Regions from separate parts of the Zea mays genome. Here region 1 is linked to region 2. The links are chromatin contacts, called in public Hi-C maps. All regions are on one chromosome and are shown on one strand. The core of a region is the stretch at or near the end of the contact, and the rest is flanking DNA. Distances in the headings are between cores, read along the strand shown.

Region 1 (7,368 bases), core at 2,858-5,357, 320 kb before region 2:
TGTGGTACTGGCACTGCGCGTCGAGGATGTCGTCCAGCGTGCGTTCGCCTCCGCGAGGTCCTCTTTGGGCGCGAGAGGCGGGCAGTCCAGCAGCGTGGACTTCTTCACGAGGCCTGTTCTCCCAATGTTTGTCAGGTTGTTGGTTTGTGTCGCGTTGCGGTGCCGCCGGTGCAGGCTTTCCTCCTCTGATGAGGTCCTGAGCTCTTTCATCGGCGGTGATGTAGAGGTCGGCTTCCCGGAATAGCTGCTCGGAGGTAGTCGGCACCTTCTGCGGTATGGCTCGGACGAAAGTCGAGTCATTAGATCCCCGGTAGAAGTCCTCGATCACTGCTGCTTCTGCGACCTCGGGGATACGATTTCTCATGGTCTGAAATCTTTTGAGGTACGACCGGATAGTCTCGTCCCCCCGGCGCTTGATGGATTTGAGGTCCCACGGTTGCGCCGGTTTGTCGGAGAGGGATTGGAAGTTGGTGGTGAAGCACCGACTGAAGTCGCTCCAGTCGTCGATGCAGTGTCGAGGTAGTTGTCGCAGCCATTGCAGCGCATCTTGCCCAAGGACGATAGGCAAATACGCGGTCATCACATCCTCGGTTGCCCCAGCGGCCCAGGCAGCGGTGGTGTAGACAGCCAACCAACCTCCCGGGTCCTGCTTAGGCTCATATTTGTCGATGTTGGAGACCTTGAAGTTAGGGGGCCACTGAATGGCTCTGAGGCGTGGAGTAAGCGCCGATACTCCACACGTGTCCTCCTGTCGTCGATGATGATGTCTGTCCCGGGGAGGGGAGTGGTTGTCGTGGTGCCTCGACCGTCCCTGGGCTATGCCACCAGTCGAAGCCGTCGCCAACTCAATTCTGGTGGCCTGACTCCGCGCAGGGATGCCGTGATTCCGGTCATATTCTTCTCGGCGACGGATCTCGTTCTCGTGTCGTCGTTCGTGTGAGGCGTTGATGGAGCTCCGTGCGTCCCGCCGACTGTTGATGGTGTGGCGTAGATCGTTTGGCGGATGAGCGAGTAGAAGGTGGTTGGCTGCCCGAGTGAACAACCGCCGATATCCCTCGGCGTCTGGAGTCCGGGGGAGGCCATCGGCTATCCGAGCCAATACTCCACCAACATCGCTCGGTGTGTTCATGGCTCGAGCGAAGTCGGGGTTCAGGTTGCGTCCGAAAAGTGGATTCTCTCGGCGTTGCCTCGCTTCCTGCTCAGCCTGCTCTTGAGCCTACTGACGGTCACTTCGTCGAGAGTTCCTCCTTTCCCTAGAGACCCGTTCTTCTGGAGTTTCTCCCACCTCTGAGACCTCGTCTCGTGATACGGGCTGCGCCGGGTCTCGCTCTCCGGCTTCGTGATGTCGCTGAATATTTCAGCGTCGGTTCCTCCGTCGGCGAGATTCCCGCTAAAGAGGTTCTTCTCCTGGTGCGGTCGGTTCATCGTCGGAGACAGGATTCGATTCTATTCTTCCCCCGATGAAGAGGATGTCGGGGTAGAATGGAACCGTTGTTGTGACGAGCCTCTTTCTGTTCTCCTTTGAGGACGGAGGCACTGAAAGAGCAGTTTGACAATCCTTTACCTTATTCGCTTCCTTTTTCCTTGTGATCCGTGTCCATTTTTCCGTCGGAGAGGTGGACAGCGGAGTTCTCCGGGTAGATGGACCCTCGACTCCTAGCTTGCTGAAGGTGGTCCTTGCTTGGAGCGCTGGAGGTTGCGCTTTTTCCTACTTCGCTCCGATTTTCCCAGAGATTTTTGAGGAAGACTTTCTCTCCGGTGGATCCGCGATGCGATGCAGAGTTCCTTCTTCATCTGCTACGGACGAAATGGTTCCGAAGCAGAACACGGACCCGGGGCGGAGGACAATCTTGTGCTGGAAAGTGACGACCATTGAGCTAGCTTGGATCAGTGACACACCCCCTACCTGGCGCGCCAGCTGTCGGTGTTTTGGGTCCGACCGCGCACCCGGGGTTGCCCCTCGAGGTGCTTTTTGGAGTAGGACGGTGTTACCAACTGTAGCTCGATGGTTCGTGCTAATGCACGAGAGACGGTGGACAATTTTGTACAGGTTCGGGCCGCCTTGAGATGCGTAACACCCTACGTCCTGGCGTGAGCACTTTATGTGGTGGATTACAAGGAGGCTCTCTAGTGTTGAGGACGTAGAGAATCACTTGGATGGCTAAGTAGTGAGATGCTTTTGAGGGGGTGCCCCCTAGACCTTATATATTCGACCGTGGGGTGTTACATGTGGATATGATAACAACGTGTGCCTAAGTAATAGTGAACCGACTGAGTCTATCTTCCTATAATTCAGCCGACCTATCCCCGCTCTGTTCCGATGTATGAGGCCCCTGCGCGGGAAAGTCGGGTCACTGTTGCTATCATTGCTCAAATTCATCGGGCCGTCTGGGTTTGCGTCGATCCGGTCTTGTGTCAATCCGCTTCACTAGACGTTCTTCCCCAGGCCCACGAAGGGATGACCTTGCGAATTATTGGGCCCACGAGCCTTTCGTGAGGTATCTTATCCTTCTGGTGGATCCGGGGGATATCCGTCCCCCACAGCGGCCACATAGACGAGGTGCGTCGACGACATGATTCATTTGCGCCTCCCTCATGAGCTCAAGCACTACAGGAGATGAGAATATGAGACCCGTCAGGAGAAGGAACGAGGGCCCAGATCGCTAGAGGATTCGCAGAGAGGGAGGGTAAGTTCACCGTTGATGGAGAATCTGATGGATGGCTTCTCTTCGACAACGGAGGAGTCCTGGGCTGCGCGTGCGACAACGGTGGGGTCCCGTGCCGTGACTCTATGAGGGAGGGAGTCGGCGGGGAGGGGGGTTGGAGGTGGGGGCCACCTCGGTGGACGTGGTGGACTGGTGGCGAACACGAGCGGAAGGCGGGGACAGATATGATGCATAGTGTGAACGCCTATACATCGTTTTTATAGAGTAGTAGGGATATAGCAGCAAGTAGAGCAGCGATCGACGACGTTAATAAGGTGAAAACTAACCCCTTTTTCCTGATCACTGCTGGCCGCTGGAATCCCACAAACCATCTTTTTTTTCAAAGCAGTGCATATGGCTTTCGATTTCTGGATTCCTGCGTACGGGTCCTGCGCGAACGTTATACCTTCTATAGCGTCAACAATTGATACACTATAATTTAACTTTTACTGGAAAATTGCCGTACGGTAAAAAATAGGCTATTAACACTAGACCGGCCGGTCACCAAACGTAACACCTCGCGCGCGACGTATCGGGACACGGCCCTTGTCCGTCTCCAGTGCTGCCTGAACGGCCGCGATCGACAGCGCGGCGCGGGTGGTGACGGATCGCGCGCGCAGCTATCGCAGCCATGCACGCCCACGTCCGGTGTCTGGCTGTCTGCCCGTCCGTGTGGTCGCGCGGCGCCGTCGAGAGGGACGAAGACGACACGCGCCCCATGGATCGGTCAGGTAGTCTCTGGCGGTTTGGTGGTGCACGTGCATGGTGCAGTCGCGTGGCGCGCGAGGCTGAGCGCGCGCGCGCGGACGTGTCGTCATGTGCATAGACGATAAGGAAACGAAAGGAAGCTAGCACAGGTCCCGGCCGCGGGGTCTCGATCTGTCCCGCAATGCGCCGTAAAGGTACCGATCGATCAGCCCCACTGGCCGCCGCCCCGCTAGCTCGGAGCCGAGAGAGAGAGAGAGAGAGGCACTCGATGGAAACCTGCGATGTGAGGAGACGACCGGGGCTGCAGGGCACTTGTTTGACCGCAGGTCGTGCTCGTTTCGTCGCGCTAGCCATGCCATGCCACCCGAATCGAGCGGCGTAGGTAGTAAGTACGTCGATGGCGCCCGTCGGCCGGCCGACCGACTGACTGCTTCCGTACGTTCCGCCGCCGCACCGGTGCCGGCCACGCATGTCCCGCGACTCTAGGGTGGGTCCACGGCACATGGAAACGTAGTGTATGTACGTACGGGTAGGCATGCACCGAACTCGTGCAATTTTTTTATAAATATAAATGCGCAACCGAGAGACGTGTTACGATACGTATGCTGGGTACTGCCGTGTGAGGTGTGATGCCAGCGTTTGCGCCCGCCGCCCGCCAGGAGTCACATGTTTGCCGTTCCCCACATGACCAATCACATAAAAATTATAATATAGAATAATACTTCCCTGTCACGCCAGGGCGCAGGCGGACTGGTCCGCTGCCACACTTGCACCGCGAGTCCTGTCCGCGACCGCTAGTCCTAGCTCGGTCTATATATACCCTCCACGCACGCTTCAACGGCGCCTCCATCATTCATTCATCATAAGAACCGTGATAACACGACACCACACAACGGCTGCTCCATCGCGTTCGCTTCGCGTCGTCTCCTGCACCATTCGCTTCTCCTCTTCCTTGCCCGTCGTCTCCTCCGATCGCCACAGTTACCTCTGCGATTCGATCGGACGATTAGCTAGCTGCTAAACCGCCATGGGGAATCACAAGAAGCTTCTCCAGTTCCTGCGGCCAGACCCGGCGGTGGCAGCAGCGCCGGCGAGGTCGTCCACGACGTCGGACGACGAGGACGACGGCACGTCGGGTTCCACGCCGGTGACTCCGACCACGAGCGCGAGCGCGGCGGCGTCGCCGTACGCCTCGTCCCCGTGGACGCATCTCCCGGGGCTCGGCCCCGGTCCCGCGGCGGAGGCGACCGAGCTCCTCGGCTCGCTCGTCAAGGAGGACGGGGGCCACGTCTACTCGCTGGCGGCGGCGGGGGACCTGCTGTACACGGGCACGGACTCGCGGACCGTGCGGGTGTGGCGGGAGCGGGACCGCCGCGAGCTGGGCGGCTTCCGCTCGGGCAGCGGCCTGGTGAAGGCCATCGTGGTGGGCGGGGACGGCCGCGTCTACACGGGGCACCAGGACGGGAAGGTGCGCGTGTGGCGCGCGCCGCAATCGGCGGACGAGGTCGTCGAGGACCCCTCCGCGCTCCGCCGCGTGGGGACGCTGCCCCGGCTCCGCGACGTGCTCCGCAGCTCCCTCCTCCGCCCGTCGCAGCCCATGCTGCGGCACTCCGACGCCGTGTCGGCGCTCAGCCTGGACGCCGCGGCGGGGCTCATCTACTCGGCCTCCTGGGACCGCACCTTCAAGGTGTGGCGCGTGTCCGACTTCCGGTGCCTCGAGTCCGTGGTGCGCGCCCACGGCGACGCCGTCAACGCCGTCGCCGCCGCGGGCTTCGACGCGCTCGTGCTCACGGGCTCCGCCGACGGCACGGTCAAGGCGTGGCGGCGGCGCGCGGCCGAGGGCAAGGGCCGGGCCACGCGGCACGTCATGGAGCGCGTGCTGCGGGAGGGCGACGGCGCCGTCACCGCCATCGCGGTGTGCGCGCAGGCCCGCGTGGCGTACGCCGGCTCCTCGGACGGCGCCGTCGCGCACTGGCAGTGGCCGCGGGGCGCCGCGCCCAGGAGCGGCGCCGCGCCCAGGAGCGGCGCCGCGCTGCGGGGCCACAAGATGGCCGTGCTGTGCCTCGCGGTGGCCGGTCGCGTCGTCGTCAGCGGGTCCGCCGACCGGACCATCTCCGTGTGGCGGCGCGGTGAGGGCGCCAGCCACGCGCTCCTCGCCGTGCTGACGGGGCACACGGGGCCCGTCAAGTGCGTCGCCATGGACCAGAAGGAGGAGGAGGAGGAGGAGGAGGAGGAGGAGGATGATGAGGGCGCCGCCCCACGCCGGTGGGTCGTGTACAGCGGCAGCCTCGATGGGTCCGTCAAGGTGTGGCGCGTCTCCGAGTCGGACGGCGGCGGCGGCTTCGCGCCCGACCTGACGATGTCGACCCCCGCACTCCACTGGAAGGGCTTCTCGCCTTCGCCGCCGCCCCGCGCGCACCGTGTGCAACCGAGAATAGAAGAATAGCTATAGCTCTGGCGGTACACGACGGTGTACGTCGTATTCTTCTACATCCGTATGGCGCTGTTTTTGAATCGGTGGCAATGGTGCGTTGCATCTCTAGCTATTGCCTATTAGTAGCCGGCACGCTGACGTGGCCGGCTGCCGGTGACCGGTGAGCAATCACCTGCACGGCTGCACCTGCTGGCGCGAAAGAAAGATGGGGAAGAAACTGGGAGCGTTTTCTTTTGTGTTTTTTCGGACTTTTTGGGGCTTGCGTTTGCTGGTTTGCAAGAAAAAAAAAGATGTACAGATTGATTTTGCTTGCGGACAAAGGAAAGAAGGTCATCCGACGGCTGCTCTGCATCCACACCGAACCGAGTTCCGAGTAGGTCACACCAGCTTCTTCTGCCGATAATCCAAGAGAGATGCCGAACTGAACCGCTTTCCACATCTGGTCAGACGAGACGGGTCTTTCTTTTTGGAGGACAGACTTTCCTGGTCCGGAAATGGGCAGGGAATTCCGTATGCACTCTGCGTCAACTGCTCGGCTAAACAAATCAACCCAGACTGCTAAACTAGGAACTCTAACTAGGTAACGCATTTTCGTTTTGTAAATTTCGAAAACCGTTTTGTTGACCAAAATTTAACTTCTAGATTTTCAAATCTTAGACCAAAATACACTAAAAACCGTACCGATTTTTTGCATTTCGGTTCGGACCGAAAAGACGGTAAAAATTACCGGTTTTCAGTATTTACCGATCGAGAAAGACAACACTGGCTCTAACCAAACGACTAGTTAAGTGTTAACTACAAAAGCAAACTAGCTACGAGAGCAACAACACAAGAATGAATATGAACAAACTAAATATAAGCTTCTGTTAGAGAATTGTAAACCAATACGAAGGTGATGACACAACGATTTTTACTCCGAGGTTTCGTGGTTTACCATCCACTAACTGCTTGTTGAGGCAAGTCTAAGTCTCAGTTTGTCATCATTCCTCTTGCTGTCGGTGACCACACAAGCTCACTATCTACAGTAAATGAAGTGCTCGTACGAAAGCTCTAGCACTTTGATCTACGTCAGATCATTTTAGCATTCTTCACATCTATGTACTAGAGTTGCTCTTGGTGATCTCCTGCACAAGGTGAGCACAAACACACCCCCTCACAAATCCTACTTCATGTGGTCTTCACAACGGAGACCAAAGGCCATTAAACTGTCTAAGGGCTTGTTCGGTTATTTTCAATCCATATGGATTGGAGGGAATTGATACGGATCGGGAGTGATTTTGACTCACTAGAGATTAAAACCCTCTTAATTCCTCTCAATCCATATGGATTGGGGTAGAACCAAACAAGCCTTAAGAGTTGGCAACCTCCAGAAGTAATAAGCACCATTGGATTACGGCACAAACACCTAATCCCACGCTACAGAAATATGCCAATGCACTACATTTGGACCAGTCTTTCACAACCGAATTCACTTAGCAAGTAAGCATGTATTTGAGCTAGAACATTTCTGAAGGTCCTTGT
Region 2 (6,959 bases), core at 2,345-4,844:
GACCGGGTCTCTTTCAACCCTTTCCCTCTCTCAAACGGTCCCTCGGACCGAGTGAGCTTTTCTTCTCAATCACTTGGAACACAAAGTTCCCACAAGTACCACCACAAGATTGGTGTCTCTTGCCTCAATTACAAGTGAGTTTGATCGCAATTAAGAATCAAAGAAAGAAGAAAGCAATCCAAGCGCAAGAGCTCGAAAGAACACAAGCAAATCTCTCTCACTAATCACTAGGGTGTTGTGTAGAGTTTGGAGAGGATTTGATCACTTGGGTGTGTCTAGAATTGAATGCTAGAGCTCTTGTAAGTAGTTGAAGTGGGAAAACTTGGATGACTTGAATGTGGGGTGGTTGGGGGTATTTATAGCCCCAACCACCAAACTAGCCGTTTGGTGGAGGCTGCTGTCGTATGGTGCACCGGACAGTCCGGTGTACACCGGACAGTGTCCGGTGCGCCAGCCACATCACCAAATCATTGGGTTCCGACCGTTGGAGCTCTGACTGCCGGGCCCGTCTGGATGTCCGGTGGCGCACCGGACATGTACTGTAGAGTGTCCGGTGCGCCACTTCGCGCGTGCCTGACTTCTGCGCGCTCTGGCGCGCATTAATTGCTGTTGCAGGTGATCGTTGGCGCGAAGTAGTCGTTGCTCCATTGGCTCACCGGACAGTCCGGTGTACACCGGACATGTCCGGTGAATTATAGCGGAGCAAATTCCCGAGGCTGGCGAGTTCCTGAGGCGCTCTTCCTTGGAGCACCGGACACTGTCCGGTGTACACCGGACAGTCCGGTGAATTATAGCGGAGTGCCTCTGGATTTTCCCGAAGGTGAGGAGTTCAGCGTGAAGTCCCCTGGTGCACCGGACACTGTCCGGTGGCACACCGGACAGTCCGGTGCGCCAGACCAGGGCACACTTCGGTTATCCCTTGCTCTCTTTGTTGAACCCAATTCTTGGTCTTTTTATTGGTTAAGTGTGAACCTTTGGCATCTGCATAACTTATATACTAGAGCAAACTAGTTAGTCCAATTATTTGTGTTGGGCAATTTAACCACCAAAATCAATTAGGAACTAGGTCTAAGCCTAATTCCCTTTCAGATACACCTAGAGTGCATCTACTAGGTCTAAAAATTTCGAAACAAAGATAGTACGTTGCGTTGATATGAGCTAAAGAGTTTGAAGAGTTAGTGAGTGATTGAGTGAGAGCAAACTACTTCTAAGCTAAAAATGCCTTGGCCATGAAATCCAAGTATCAAAATTGGACTTTGAGGTAAAGTGCAACCTTGCTTTAAGTGAGGGATCAGACTGGAATATATTTGTATGGAGAAAGGCAAACTCAAATGAAACCCTCAACTAGCCCAAAAGTGGAGTTTTAAATCTAGAGAGAATTTGCTAGCGATCCATATATCAAAGTTGTATATTTTGGAAAGTTGAATGACTTTAATATTTGTATATTTACATGTTGTGTCGAGAAATTTGGAGTAATTTGCAGATTTCCAAATTGATACAGTTTTGGTTCAGCCAAAAACAGTTTGCTTTACCTATTTCTGGACCCCTGTATGTTTTAATCTGGGGGCTTTTGGCAAAAGGTTGCTATAGTAAACTTGTAGAGTGACTATAGGAGAACAACTTTTATTAAGTATTGAAGCTCTAACTCTATATGGAACTGGTAGAAAAAGGAGCCTAAAGAATGCAGTGTTCAGTTTGGAAAAAACAGAAGATAAAAATTCAGTCCTGCTGATTTTTCAGTCTGAAGCAGATTTGGGATACTTCTTAAGGGCTGATTCATGTAGTTCTGGGCCATGAGTGCTGTACCAAAGTGGAAGCCCATACCTTGGTGTGCAAGTTTGATTAAGGGTAATGCCACTAAAACCAGTTGGAACTGACAGTAACAGTAGTTCAAAGATTCAATGTGCTAAATCTGAATTCAGACTTTGGAGCTCTCTAGTGCTTGATCCTTGGAGTATTAAGCCATACCTTTTATAGCAAAGTTGAAGAACATATATTTGTGTGCAAGTTTGCTTAAGAGAGGCTGGCTTGGTTCTATACAAAAATCACAGAAAAGGGTGCCTAAAGATGGGCTGTCAAGTTCTTGAAGTTTTCAGATTAGGAATAGTGAACAGATTTGAGTTTCAGCATTTGGCTCTACTTTGGGGCTGTGTGGTGCCTTTTCTAGGCAATTTTGAACTGAGATCTTTATAACAAAAATGAAGGTTATCTATAAATGAACAAATGTCTTTAAGGGTGAGAGACTTGATCCTATACAAAACCTGGAGAAAATTGGTTCCAAGATCAGCTGTCAGGTTGGCTGTAATTGAATTATGTTCAGTCACTGAAAACTGAATTTGCAGTGCATGATGCCCAGTTTAGAGCAGTTTTGTGACAAATTCATGAGGTTTTGGGCTAAAAGTTCTATAGAAAGAGGGAAGATCATCTGAAGGTGAGACAGTTTCATGTGAAAAGTTGGGCTTGCTACTGAGTAAAATGTGGAGAAAAAGGTGTTGCAATTTTCTGTGTCAGGTTGAGGGTGAGCTGTTCCAGTTAGCTGAAACAGGGTGTTTTAGTCTGCTTGCTCTACTTTGGGGCACCATAACTCGTGACCTATGAAGTATTAACCCTAGAAGTGTACAGCAAAGTGAAAGACCAATGTTCAGTAAGCAAGTTTGATGTGGGGAGGTAGCTCTGTTCTTATGGAGAAATTAGAGAAAAGTAAAGATAAAAATTGAGTCTGCAGTCGACTGAGGCAGATCAGGTCTGTGCAAAACTCTAAAAACATATCCATCCCTGGCAGATATTTTGGTAATTTCAGAGGGTGCCATTTTTAGATGAAACCCTATTAAAGATCTCGGTCGCTGTGGTACTGGGTTTCTATGCGAAATGAGCATGTGAATATGTATTAATATTTGAGAAAGGTATCAGGGTGAGCGGTGCACACTCTGATAACCGTGGCGTCAAAAGCAGAAAAGAAAATCTCCCCAAACCAGTGACTCAGCTACAACCGCGCGCCTCTGTCAAAACCTCAACGTACTCTACAGACTTCCCCTCACTGTAGCTAGCTGTACGTGGATAGGAAAGGGTGAGCCGCGTGCACCATTCTCTGAAGTCCAGCCGTATAGCTGGAGCGCCCGATAAAAACAGACGCTTCAGGCTGTTTCGTTTACAACCCAGTTAGTGATCACCTGCGAGCCGCTCGGCCTGAGACCGCCTAAATAAAGATCGTGCCCTGCGAAATTGGTGAGCATGCCGCCGATACCTCCTATTATCATAATCGGTCGAGCGTGATGTTATTAATATTTATAATCACCTGTTCTGTATTCCGTTGGTAATCATAAAGCTCTGGCAGCCTCAGGTAGGGTAAATTAGGCGTGAGATATCAATATGATCTCGGAACTAGGTCTGACTGGTCCATTATAGACTTGATACGCGAAGCCTACCTTCGCTAGTGACTAGTGAGGTTCATCGACCACCGGTTTTTGCGTGCGTTTCGGGGTTGGACCTGAGTTCATCGTCTGCGTGCAATCTTGGACCGAAGTTGTGAATAAACCAAAGGGGAAGGACCTCGGTGCAAATACCCATGATACATGAAATAGTAGTTAGAGTTCCTGCGTAATTATTTCTGAGTCTAGGGTGCTTATAGCATAGTGGAGATGGCGACTGCTGTACTCAGTTATGGGTACAAATTTTCTGGTTCTTAATGGGCTTTCAGAGGGAATTTCAGCCCATTACTACTCCATGGTTTTTCTTTTAAACTGTAAACTGATAATTAGAAAACCAGAAGATAACTAAGTATGAGTATTTAAAACACCCTAATCTTTAATACTAATTTAGGGTTAGATCAAACTTGGGTCACACAAAATGTCAAACATCAATATTGGCAAGCTTTAGAGTATATGTTCTCGGATACTTTGAAGTAGATTTAGCTTGACCACTTTAAGCCAACATTAGGTAACATAAAACTATAGGTATAATAGCTATATGTTTACTTAAGAGTAATTGGGCATTCCACATCTCCCTTGTGAGAGTTTGCACAACATCTCATTACATGAGCATTCATGTAATTCGAATTGACTTGTAGAACACCAAGAACAAGAATTGGTCCTTGTGAAGAAGGAACCTACTCCAGTGCTATTGATCCAGTGGCGGATTCCATCTAACTGCTTATCGTGTTAGAAGATCTCAGATCTCCTCCTGCAATAAGGCAAGCCCCGGTGCATTTGCCACCTCCCTTGTGTTTTCAAAATTTTATCACTTATATGTTGCATTAGGTGATAGGAGTTGATTGATTAAACACTTGATGCATTACTATCCTTGAAAGATTGATTACCATACATTGTCACCTGTTTTATAAAAGCTAGGGATGCTTAGTCATGCTGATAGACTAAGAAAAATATTTTGATCTATGACTCATGTTTTTACAAAAAAGAAAATGGGCTTGGGATAATGAAGGCATCAAGACGTTGATAAATTCATTATCCAGGCATGGTCCCTCTGCCAGGCGCCAAAATTTTGAAATAGTTTAAGATGGGACCAGACGCTGAGCAGGAAAAGTCGCCCGTCTGTGTCGATTAAGGACCGTACCGATTGTTGTCCTGCTGATCTAGGACCTTTTATCTGGCCACATACCTCGTCATGGGTAAGCCTGAACCCGGCTATTCCATACATGAAAAGACAATCGCGCACTAGGAGTGGAGAGACGGCGAGAGTGGCACATACCCTCCTGGCAAAGGACCGCCTAAAAGGGGTGGTGTGCTCTCGGGTGGCACAGACCTATCATGTGGTGGAGGATCCGTGGGAATGGTAGACATGTGCAAAAGAGTTAAGGGAAGCATATGTCGTGTGGTTGGAGATCCCCAGCTGAGTATTAATCGATTCGGATCGCCGAACTTCTCGGATATGAAGACTGGATCATCAACCTTCATCGCAGATAACAAGCGAAACAAAATTTGGATTTTAAAAGCAACCTAGTGTAGGTCAAGTAAATGATCTAGACTAGGAAAATGCTAGATTCAGGCTAGAAGATTCAGGTAATAAACTAACTTGTGAAATAAAACTTGGCTTAAGGACCCACTTCTAGTAAGCTTTTCTGCAAAAAGAGTCTTTGAAACTTGATGAGCTTTACCTTGAATCCCTTTAAGCCAGCATATCCTTGAGAGTCTTTTCTTTAGTCGGGTAAATCTTGCTGAGTAATTGCCTACTCAGGGTTTTATCCCTTATTGTTTTTGTAGGAGAAGTTTTATTCCCTTATCTTTGGGTTAGTTACTTCATGTGGAGGACTTGAAGCTTAGAATGTTTTTATATATCTCTTATGGAAAGGCTTCACCCTTCCAATTATTGTAATAAGTTATGCACTTCGAGTACTATCAGGACTTGTAATAAATACATCTATTTCTACCATGTAAAACTTGAGTTCTGGAATGTAAAGTGTACTTTGTAAAAGTCTTCCGCTCTATCTCCAATGTGTGTGTATCAAATGTGATTACTGTAATATACCTGTTATGTGGGAGATCCTTGGGATGATGAGTTCCAGTTGGCGAACTCGATAGCCTTGTTAAGTTACCCGGTACACGTGCACAGCCATCTGAGGCCAGTAAGGCAAGGATTGGTGCATGTGGGCCTGATAACTTGGGAGGGCTGTCACAAATATAAGTCTCATCCCGTCTGCAGGAAGTTGGGTCCTTCTCGTTCGAACCAGGATAAAAGACTTGTGTCAACTTGTATCACCATTCGGGTCAAAGACACACGACATTATATCAGTAGTTGGTTAGTTCCTGTGGTCCAAACACCGATATAAATGGTTTGTATGGTGGTTGGTGTGCACGACTACATGTTGTACTGCTCATATCGGAAATGACAAATCTCATATCTTTGTATTAATCATGGTTTACGTAACGTTAATTTAGTAACATTAATTATTTTGTTTCATAAAATGGAATGAATATAGGTATTAAAATGGATAATCTATACCATACTTAAAGCACCAGTTTCAACGGTCGTCATGCGTTATCTTTTTACAAATAACCCCTCACAGCTATTTCAAATTAATCTGTTGCATGTCTATAGATGGCCAAACGGTGTCCGGCACGGGCTAGACGCACGCGGGCCACAACTATGGCCCAGGCACGTCATGCCGGCCTGCTAACTATGTCGGGCCGGCCCGTTAGCCCGTCGACCCATTTAATTAAATCAGCGTAAAATGTTAAAAACGATGCAGAAGGTGGGGTTCGAACTCATGTCCTGATGGAAGAAGGAAGGACGGGAGACACTGGGTGAAGCTGTCTAACCAGTAAAACATCATGCTAAGATGTTTTTAATATTAAATATAAATTGTATATAGGTATATACATTTTTTTGTAAAATAAAAAAATAATCGTGTCGGGCCGGGCCGGGCCAGCACTACGGGCCGAGGCTACAGCCCAAGCACGACACAACGTTCTTGGCTCTTGCAAACATTAGGTCGTTTCTGAGACCACATTGGCGCAATGGACTACATGATGTTTGAGGTTGCTGAATTGGATGGAGCAACAATGATTTGTCACACTAACAACAAGATGAAATGTTATTTATTGGTTTTAAACGTTAGTAATTGCTACGAAGTAGCATACTTTATATGGAGCGCATCTAGTTTTAATTGATGTCTGACTTTAGCAATCACTCCATATTTTGATCTATCTTTTTTATAAGTTTAACTTGATGGGACTTATTTTAGAAACTTGAGCTCACAAACTTTGTCTTATTTGGTCTATGTATGATGGAATTATGTCATTTTATAATCTCCGTTCATTCAGTTAGTCGTTGTGAACTCTTTTCTAATCGCTCACTTCATTGGCCGTGTTGTACCAAGACATATTGCATGGAGTAAACAATAACATCAGTTAGCCAAATCAAAAAAAATATTATACAGAGAGCGGAGACAATCAATATAAAATCTTGAATTTTTTATGGATAGTTTACGTGGGTATTGTTGTAAG

What was found. Hi-C and Micro-C count contacts between places; a contact is called where the count stands out from the background.
Region 1: a Hi-C map of leaf shows a contact between it and region 2, with 6 times the contacts expected there. The contact joins the promoter of LOC103650457 here to the enhancer-like site in region 2. A contact is called at or near these places in 6 of 25 Hi-C or Micro-C datasets (ear, leaf and tassel).

The regions. Positions count from the first base shown.
Region 1 is chr3:116,228,456-116,235,823 of Zm-B73-REFERENCE-NAM-5.0, reverse strand. LOC103650457 (protein JINGUBANG) reads left to right here and starts at 4,107. Exons shown (of 1, transcript XM_008676049.4): 1 at 4,107-6,202. The coding sequence starts at 4,441. The coding sequence ends at 5,859.
Region 2 is chr3:115,912,611-115,919,569 of Zm-B73-REFERENCE-NAM-5.0, reverse strand. No RefSeq gene overlaps it. Among protein-coding and RNA genes, the nearest start is that of LOC103650456, 18 kb to the right of the region's middle. Within about 2 kb of position 3,594, at least 12 of the 20 cell types and tissues checked have an H3K27ac peak or open chromatin away from gene starts, as enhancers often do. A contact at or near this core is called in ear, leaf and tassel, where this site is marked.